Linked DNA regions of Sus scrofa: regions 2 and 3 are each linked to region 1. A link is a contact called in public HiChIP or PLAC-seq data. All regions are on one chromosome and are shown on one strand. The core of a region is the stretch at or near the end of the contact, and the rest is flanking DNA. Distances in the headings are between cores, read along the strand shown.

Evidence for each region. HiChIP or PLAC-seq counts read pairs in DNA pulled down with a chosen protein or histone mark.
Region 2: an H3K27ac HiChIP or PLAC-seq map of alveolar macrophages shows a contact between it and region 1. The contact joins the promoter of POLE2 here to the promoter of KLHDC2 in region 1. A contact is called at or near these places in 1 of 5 promoter capture datasets (liver), 12 of 47 Hi-C or Micro-C datasets (adipocytes, blood, brain and 5 more) and 2 of 2 datasets of contacts at active chromatin or transcription factors (alveolar macrophages and skeletal muscle).
Region 3: an H3K27ac HiChIP or PLAC-seq map of alveolar macrophages shows a contact between it and region 1. The contact joins the promoter of DNAAF2 here to the promoter of KLHDC2 in region 1. A contact is called at or near these places in 2 of 5 promoter capture datasets (fetal skeletal muscle and liver), 21 of 47 Hi-C or Micro-C datasets (alveolar macrophages, brain, embryonic fibroblasts and 12 more) and 2 of 2 datasets of contacts at active chromatin or transcription factors (alveolar macrophages and skeletal muscle).

Annotation. Positions count from the first base shown.
Region 1 is chr1:179,607,702-179,610,735 of Sscrofa11.1, forward strand. KLHDC2 (kelch domain-containing protein 2) reads left to right here and starts at 1,325. Exons shown (of 13, transcript XM_001925208.7): 1 at 1,325-3,034.
Region 2 is chr1:179,528,249-179,531,725 of Sscrofa11.1, forward strand. It overlaps POLE2 (DNA polymerase epsilon subunit 2), which reads right to left and starts at 1,643. Exons shown (of 19, transcript XM_003480468.4): 1 at 1,540-1,643. The coding sequence starts at 1,607.
Region 3 is chr1:179,489,180-179,492,441 of Sscrofa11.1, forward strand. DNAAF2 (protein kintoun) reads right to left here and starts at 1,957. Exons shown (of 3, transcript XM_003121803.5): 1 at 1-1,957. The coding sequence starts at 1,827. LOC110262104 (a long non-coding RNA gene) reads left to right here and starts at 779. Exons shown (of 2, transcript XR_002346676.1): 1 at 779-1,017; 2 at 1,279-3,262.

The DNA.
Region 1 (3,034 bases), core at 75-2,574:
ACCCCTAGCTTGGGAACGTCCATAGGCCACGGGTGTGGCCCTAAAAAGAAAAAAAAAATTAAAATTTTGACTTTAGAATATTTCAAAGGAAAAGAATCGGTTTTAGAAGCAAATAATACCCCTTCCCACCTTTTTTTCCATTGTATTAATGTGAGTCTGTTGGAATTTCCTGTTTGATGAAGTTACTGTATGGTCCACCATGTGGGTATAGCAAGAACATTTCTTCTACCCATGCAATGGACTGAATATTTGTATCCCCACAAAATTCATATGTTGAAACCCAAAAAGACCCCCAATGTGAAATTTTCTGGAGGTGGGATATTTGAAAAGGTAATTAGGTTTAGATGAGGTCTTGAGGGTGAAGATCCCATGATGGGATTAGTGTCCTCCGAGGAAGGGAAGAGACCAGAGCTTGCACATGCTCTCTCTTCCCACCCTATGGAGATGCAGTGAGAAGGCAGCCACCTGCAAAGCCAGAAGAGGGCCCTCACTAAGAACCAAAGCTGTCAGCACCTTGATCTCGGACTTCCCAGCCTCCAGAACTGTGAAATGTCTGTTGTTTAAGCCACCAGGTCCATGGTATTTCATTATAGCTTCCTGAGCTTAGACACGCCTGAAGTCCATAGTTTACATTAAGGCTCACTCTTGGTGGTGTACATTTAATGGGTTTAGACAATTGTATAGTGATATGTATCCACCTTTATAGCATCATACGTAATATTTTCACTGCCCTCAAAATCCTGCTTTGCTCTGCCTGGTCCTTTCTCCCTCTGACCTCACCCTTGGCAACCATGGATATTTTACTGTCTTCATAGTTTGCCTTTTCCATGTTATATAATTAGAATTATATCATATGTGCCCTTTTCAGATTGGCTTATTTCACTGGTAATATGCATTTAAGTTCCCTACATGTCTTTTCATGGCTTCAAAAGATGCCTTATTTCTTTTCAACACTGAATAATATTCTATTGTCTGAATGTACTACAGTAATTTTTTATAATTTTCTACATAATCATGCCATCTATGAACAAAGGCACTTGATTTCTTCCTTCCCAACCTTTTCCCCCTTTTTGTCTTACTGCATAAGCGAAGACATCCAGTAGGCTGTTGAAAGGTAGTGGTGGGAGGGGATGTCCTTTCCTTATTCCTCTAGTTTCTCATCATTAAGAATAGTAGTAATTGTACATTTTTTGTAGATGTTCCTTACGAAGTTAAGGAAGTTCCTCTATATTCCTAGTTTGCCAAGAGGTTTGTTTTTTAATCATGAATAGGTGTTGGATGTTATTAAATGCTTTTTCTTTCTTTGTCTTTTTTTTTAAGGGCTGCACCTGTGGCATATGGAAGTTCCCAGGCCAGGGGTTGAATCAAAGCTGCAGCTGCTGGTCTACTGCCACAACCACAGCAGTGCAGGATCTGAGCCACATCTGTGACCTATACCGTAGCTCATGGCAATGCCAGATCCTTAACTCACTGAGCAGGGCCAGGGAGGAAACCCATGTCTTCATGGATACTAGTCAGGTTCATTACTGCTGAGCCACATCAGGAACTCTTAAAAGCATTAATAGATGCTTTTTCTGCATCTGTTAATATGATCATGTGATTTTTCTTCTTTAGCTTGTTGATATGATGGATTACACTGGTTGATTTTTGAACACTAAATCAGCCTTGCATACCTGGAATGAGTCCCATTTGGTTATAGTGTTTCTTTTTTAATTTTTTTGATTTGATAATACTTTGAAGATTTTGCATCTATGTTCATAAGAAATATTGGTCTGTTGTTTTCTTGTGATATATCTGTCTGGTTTGGGGATTAGAGTAATATTGGCCTCAGAATGAGTAAGAAGTATTCTCTTTGCTTGTGTCTTCTAAAAGAGATTGTAGAAAACTGGTATGGTTTCTTCCTTAAATGTTTGTTAGAATTTTACCAGTGGACTCATCTGGGCTTCCTGCTTTGTTTTAGAAGGTTATTATTGATTCAATTTCTTTAATAGATATGGGCTTATTCAGGTTATCTATTTTTTTCTTAGGAATTTTGGCAGATTGTGTCTTTGAGGGAATCAGACCATTGCATCTAGTTTATCAAATATGCAGGCACAGAGTTCTTCATAATATTTATAATACTTTTAATGTCCATGATATATGTAGTGATGTTCTGTTTCATTTCTGATATCAGTAATTTGTGTCTTTTCTTCTTAGCCTGGCTAGAGGTTTATTGATTTCACTATTTGAAGAACCAGCTTTTGGTTTTATCAGTTTTTCTCTGTTGATTTCCTGCTTTCAGTTTCATTGGTTTCTTTCTTTTCATCATCTCATTATTTTTTTCCTTCCGCTTATTTTGGATTTAATTCGCTCCTCTTTTTCTTATTTCCTAAGATGGAAACTTAGATGGTTGATTTTAGATCTTTCTTTTTTTTCTAACATAGGCACGCAATGCTATAAATTTCTAAGTACTGCTTTTACCCACCCTACAAATTTTGATAAGTTGTAAAGACACAGGCAGTGCTAAGGAAGAAATTTCAGGCTTAGAAAATTTTAGCGAGGAAGGCCATTTGTTGTACCAAGTGTTCCTTCTACATAGCAGTCCCAGCGTTATGATGAGCAAGGGAGAGGAAAATAAAGCACACTCCTCTCACCAAACACATCCACGTACAGATGCACCATTAGATCAGAGATTTAAGATGTAGTCTAGCCTAACTACATTTTGCAGGTGAGGAATCAAATTCAGATTACAATAATTCTTGACTTAACTGAAAAGGTTCAGGTAATGTAAGCGAAAAGTGTCCTGCGTAAGATTCACTTTCCTCCTAGATGGCCTGGATGGGGACAGTTTCTGAAACAGTTCTTGAGCACAATTTTCCAAACTGGGTGGAGGATGCAGCACTACATTTAAGATTCCTGATGGGCAAGAAGAACTTGTCGAGAGGAGATGCCATGACCCGCTCTCTGTGGACACAAGTCCGGGTGGCACGCAGTGCGCAGCAGCAATGAGCAGGGCCGGGCGCCTCGGCCCAGCAATCGGAGCTGGGACCGCCTG
Region 2 (3,477 bases), core at 393-2,892, 79 kb before region 1:
AATCACCTTTCCATGAGTGTGGGCTGGACCTAGTGACTTGCTTCTAACAATAGAATATAGCAAACATGATAGAATAGTTTACTGTATTGTAGTTCTAAAAATAAAAATTTAAAGCGACAAGATGTCACCTTCTTGCTTAGGTTACAAAAGATTTGACTTCCACTTATAGCTGACTCTCTTGCTGGCTTTGATGAAGTAAGATGCCATGCTGGGGAGGCCCAGTAGCTCACAAAGACTGAAGCCCTCAGTCCAACAATCCTGGATGAACTGAATCCTGCCAATCACTGAATGAGCTTGGAAGCAAACTGCCCAACGGACATCTGAGATGATCCCATCTTGACCGTGCAGCCTTACATGAGACTCTGAAGCTGAGGACCTAGCTAAGCCCACCTGAATTCCTGACCCATGGAAAATGAAGGACTATAAGCGCACGAGATTTTATTTTTAAATTATTTTATTATATTAATTTATTATAGTTGATTTACAATGTTCTGTCACTCATGACATTTTAAAGTTCTAAATTTGGGGGTAATTAGTTATGCAGCAATAGACAATTAACATACTATCTGCCCCCAAGGTCTGCTGTGTCTTATTCCTACTCCCTTGCCCCAATAGTACTTCGCAGCTAATAGATTTCAGTCTCTTTCTGACTGAACTAATGAATGACAGTTCAATATCAGGTCAAATTCTAAGTGAAAAGAAAGAAAAATTAACTGAGCAAGTGCTCACATTTTCAAAATGTCAGGGATCAACTAAACAAAATTCATTATTCTCTCCTAGAGCATATCGATTCTTACCCTTGTTCACCACTAACCCAAAAGCAAGGTTAAAAGTCCCATAAAACTCATCATTACAAAAGCAACCCAAAAAACCGCTACACACACAAGAGCAATCAAAACCTGATACCTTGGGAGGGTTCATTCTATAACTAATAGAAAACACAGATATGGTCAGGAAACCTATCAGAGAAATTCTAAAAGAATTTTTTTAAAAAGGCCAAGGATACCTAGAAACACGCTTCAAACCTACCCGTTTCTTAACTCTCCAGGAATTCTCTCTCAAGAATAATACCCGATCCAAAATTAGGAAGGCTGGCAGAGCCCACAATTGCTACAGTATAACCTGACAGCTACCGAAATGCAATGGGCTTTCCCAGGTCTCTCATTCGCTGTCTCAGTAACTAGGTGAAGCAGCACGGTTAAGGATTCCTATTTGGCGGAGCCCTAAAGGGGGCTGAGAGGTGCCCAAGCACCCTGCTGGTGCACCGCTGCTGCGGCACCGATCACTGCTTCTCCGGCTGCTTGACACGTGCAGGAAAGCCTCATTTCTTTCGGGAGAAACTTTTCACTCCGTATGAACGTTGGGGAAACCTAAGGCATCGCCAGATCCTCTTCCCTTCTTAGAACCCTTGAAGGGTCTCTATCATTTTAAGGCCAAACCCCCTCTCCGCGCGCGGTGCATCCCGCTGCCACGCCGCCTGGCCGGGCTTCCTGGCTCAGGCTCTCCCCTCTCGCCTCGCCAGCTGCCCTGCCGACTTACCCCCGGAGCAGCAAGCCGCGGAGCTTAAAGGCAGAGAGAGCCCGGCTCCGCAACCGATCCGGCGCCATGTTCGCGTTTTGGCGCCACGGCCGCAACCCCGCCCCTTCCCGGGCGCGCTCCGCCCTGGCCCCGCCCCGGACGCACAGGTCCCGACAGCTGCTGCTCCGACCTTAGTGCGAAGATTTTGGCAGCTTCGCGTGCAGGCTGGCTGAAGCTTCGCAGGGTCTGGGCTGCAGGAGAAGAAGTCCCTGCGGTGCTTTGTTGCTCGAAACTGACGAGCGAGAGCTTCCTTCCCTAGTGTCTGGTTGGGAATGGACTTCCCCTATATTAAATGCTTCATTGAGCTAATCAGTGCTCTATCATCGCTGCCCTCCACCTTCCTTGACTCGGATCAGGCTCATCCCGGACCCAGGGCTCTTGTGCACTTACGTTCTCTGCTTCACACAGGCCCTGGAAATACTCTGTGTCACCACAGGGCTTTCCCCGACATTCACTCGAAGTTGCTACGCATCACCATCATTTTCACCCATCCCGCTTTTAATTGCAGTTGCAGACTTTCTATGCGTCATGCACTACAATAAGCGCTTTAAATGAATTAATGTCATGTTCATAAAGCCGAATGAGTTGTGTGCTATTTTTTCAACATCCTCATTTTACAGTGGGGAATGTGAGACTCAAAGATGGTGGATGGCTCGTTCAAGATGAAAGATTTAGTAAGTAAGTGGTAGAGCCAGGATTTTAACTGATTCTGATTCCAGCAAGTGGACTGTTAATCTGCCACTCTTCAAAACTCTTGCTCCGAAGATTTGAATAAAACCATGCAGTGCTTCTACGTGAACACACAGTCTTAAAAAACCGTGAGGATGCTTTCTAAGAAATGATATGCCATGACCTCCAGGGTGTCTGGATAAAATCAATAACAAAGAGTAAAGTATGGTAAAGGAGAGGAAATAAGAATATATATACATATTTATTTGACTTTGTATTTTTAAAAAACCTCTGAAAGATTACACTGGACACACACAAAAAAGGTTAACCATTAAAGGCTGAAGGAGATAAGGAGGAAGAGAGACCTTTCTTTGTAGTCAGAATATTGACTGTCAAGCCATGTTTATGTTTTACAGTTTCAAAAAAGAGAAAAGAAAAAGAGCAAACAAAACTGCAAGCAGACCAAAACCAATATACCTGTATTGGTAATGCAACATAACAGAGAAAAGTGACTTCTGAACATAGTTCTCTGTATATTCACGGTGAAATACATTCCAAAAATTTTAAAAACCTGCAAAAAAAATTTGAACTTTAATGTAAGAAAGGAAATAAAAATAGATAAATATACAGCTGATTTTCATTATTCAAGGCGATTATATTCAAGGCAGTATTAGTATTTACTAATACTGAATTAGCAAATACTCAATCATTGCTCCTACGAGAAATACAGGGTAAGTTTCCTCTGAGCCTCTGGCCACAAACTTTTCATTGACTGATTAATAATACTCTTGTTTTATGTGTGTTTCTGTTGAAAGACATCTTTAATTATATATTGTTGATTCGTTAACACTGAACTCAGAGCCAGCAGCACTACAATTCCTGCCTGATGGAAGTTTATCTAGCACACGTGTTTTCTTACAGCCTGCTAATGCTTTGAAAACTAGAAAGTATTTCAGCACTATGCTTGGCATCCACCTTAAACAGCAAAATCACCAAATATTCTCTTGGGGAAGCCAGCTGCCCTCAAGCAATTCTTAGAAAGGTCCATGTGTTAAGAAATGGAGGCCTCCTGCCAATATCCAGCACCAGCTTTCCATCCACATGTCAGTGTTTGTGAGCAATTTCCAAAACAGATCTCCCAGGGAGTTCCCTGCATGGCTCAGCAAAATGAATCTGCCTAGTATCCATGAGAATGCAAGTTTGATCCCTTCGCTCAGTGAGTTAAGGATC
Region 3 (3,262 bases), core at 707-3,206, 120 kb before region 1:
ATCGTTGTTTAAACCATAATACCACTCTCTCCAAAGTCCACGGCACTCTGGAGATTTGGCCAGTTCTATCACTGCATTGTTTGAAGAAATGCTAGCCACTGGTTCTTTGGTACTCAATTTATTCTCTGGAGTAAATTGCAAAAAGAAGGTATAATATACTAAGTCTTGGGTGGAGAAGCACAATCTGTACCACAGGGGGGTCACTTCCCCTTGAAGACTCTGAGGCTGGATGCAAGGCACTTGAATGAGCAGAGTCAGAGATTCTTCATCCTGATTACATTGCAGAGGCGGACACAAGGGTTCCCCGCGGTCTGTCCCGGGACCAACCATGGATCGATCAACAGGCTCCCTGCCTGTGCCTCCTCCGGCCACGTGCTCTTTGACGCCAAGAGCTGGGCGCGCTCTCCCTCTCCCTGTAGGAGACCTCCCGTCAAGGTCCCCGGATGATTTCCAAGGAGCGCCTCCACCACCGTCCTCAGGTGAGTTCCCTGCTCTGGGAAGCGGCTCCTCCCCAATGCGAGCTGTTGATATTGCTTGCCCGCCGAAATCAAGCTCCTCTGGTTCTGAGACAAGCTTCCCCCCAACGGCCTCCGGGGCAGGGATATCGGCGCCCGCAGCTCCAGCTCGGCCGGGATCCGAGCCTCCGTCCCCTGCACGAATCCCCGCTGGGCCCGCCTCCCCTTGGCGAGCGGAAGCGCAGGCCGCGCCATCAGTTCCGGGCCGGTCGGCGGCCTCTTCCGGGGTCGCGGCGAGCTCCGGGAGCGAGACTGTCACCGCTACCGGAAGCGTGACTACCAGCTGCCGCCGGGCCTTGTTGAACTGCGCCTTGCCGCGGCTGTCGTCCACCCGGTATGGAAGCGAGAGCCGCAGCTGGTAGTCGGGTTTCCGTGAGTCGAGGCACAGCAGCTTTCCAGTCACTTCCAGCGCTGCCTGCTCAGCCGACCGCAACAGCGGCAGCTCAATGGTGACGACCAGCTCGTGGGGCACAGTGCTGGGGGCTGAGTCCCGAGAGCAGCGGTAATCCTGGAGGTCCACGTGGTGGCGCTGCACCACGCTGTAGCGAGGCTCTGTGGGGGCGGGCTGCTGGACCGCCTCGGGAGGGGAGGGCGCCTGGGGCCGGGGGATCGCGGCACTCCCAGCGGCCACAGGGCCCGGGTAAGGGTAGGGGAAATCAGGGAGCGGGCTCTCCGGTTCCCCCTCGGGCCGGGCCGGGACGCCCCCGGGTAGGGGCGTGCGCAGCACGGCAGCCTCCGGGGTCCCCTTGTACTTGATTTTCAGGGTCTTGGCATTCCTGCGGTCCAGCTTCACGCCGAACTGCTTCTCCACGGCCTCCAAAGCCGTGGCGTCCAGCATCTGGCGGAAGCGCTCGTGGCGCCGGGCCAGCGCGAGTGCGTCTGGGTGGAAGACCACGTCGTAGACTGTGTAGCGGATGCCGCGCCCCCCCGCGTACTCGCGGCCGGGCGCCAGACTGTAGGGCAGGGACCACTGGCTGCCGGACGCCGCGCTCCCAGAGCTGGGCCGGCTGCTGGGCGCGCCCACCAGGGCATTGCTGCATACATTCACGAAACAGCGCCGGGCCCCATCCAGGCTGGTGCGCAGCACGTGGCCCGGCTCCGGGTGCACAAACCGCACCTCCACGCCGCGCTCACGCTCCAGCGCGGTAATCTCCTCCTCGTAGCGCCGCCGGTTCTCGGGGTCCGTGAGCTCCTCCGCATACTCAGAGAACATTCGCCGAAACTTGGGGTCCTGGAAAGCGGAGGTGAGCCGCTGGACTTCCTCTCCGCTCAGGTCCAAGTCCTCCAACGGCGAAGAGGCTGCCTTGGCCATGCTGCCCCTCCGCTCCTTCCCAGTGGTCAGGGGAGATCGATCCGAGACGGAGTGGGTGGGACGATCAGTGTTGTCGCTCTTCTGCGGAGAGAGAGGCCGCGGAGGCCAGTAAACCGCTAGACTGTTGAGCCTTGGGCAGCGCGTGCTCGTTGCTATAGCGACACCACCAATGCTGTGGGGGAGGGGCAGGAATAGAGTGATGGAAATGCCAGAAATAGCCTTAGTTTCTCCAAACAAACATTCCGCATTTTTTTAGATTCCTGTGCCATAGTGCAGTTACTGCTGCAGAATAACCATCCTAATAATTGTTATAATTTCCAGCATTATGTACGTTATCCACTGTTCACTGGATCCGCATTTCACAGATGGGACCTGAGAAGTTACCTGACCATAATCATAGAGTTGGTGCATTCACAAGCTGTGATTCTAACCTAAGTTTATCTGCTTTTCACTTCGCTAAACCAATATTTCAGTCTTCTAGCTATTTTACCAGTTTGTCCTGTTTACAACTCACTTAGGGCAAGAGATATGGGCAGGCTATTCATAAATAATCGATGCTCAGTAAAGATATGCCCTTACTGATAATAAAAATGCAAATATAATACCACATGTTACTGAAAATGGCAATGGCTTTTTTTTTTTTTTTTTAGCAATCACTATATTTCCTTGGGGTAGTAGGAGAATTGTATTAGTAAAACCTTTCTAGAGAGTAGTTTAGTAGCTATATGGAAAGCCTTTAGTATGTGCATACTCTTAACATATTTATTTTTTTTTCCATTTATACAAATGGGATCATTCCCTACATACACTTTTGCCCTTTGTTTTTTTGCACTTATAATAGTATATCCTGGAGATATTTCTTTGTAGTTATTGATTTCCTCCACTTGACTATCTTTGTCATGAGAAAGTTCAGACTTAAAGAGAAGAAGACCTGCAAGGCTTCTCTGAAAGAATGCAGATTTGTTTGTAGCTTATGGATTTAAAAGGCAAGCTGTTTATTGAGACTGCGTGCTTTGGTTCATGGCTTCTCAAGGTGGTGTGATTGTCCTGTTAAAAACAAAAGGGGAGTTTGCTTGATGATAAACTCAGGCTGTGTGTGGGCTAACTAGAAAATGGAGTATGCAATCAGCGGATTAACCTGCCATGTAGCAGAAGGCGGCTGTCTCCAGGTGGGCCATCCTCAGCCTGCCCTGCACCCTGAATCTTGATTGAGGCTGGAACTCTGCTATTGACTTGTGTCATTGTTGAAGCCTGTGAACCTCCCAGGACCCCTGTTTTTATGTCTATTAGATGAACGTGGCAATACCTGTCCTCTCAGTGGGTTTGCTGTGTGGACTGCCAGGTTTGCAGACCCAAATACCTTTAAGGCTTATGTAGGCAAGTACCTAAGTCAAGTGAGGCTGCTGTAAGTAATAGGAAGTAGGGGGGACTATAA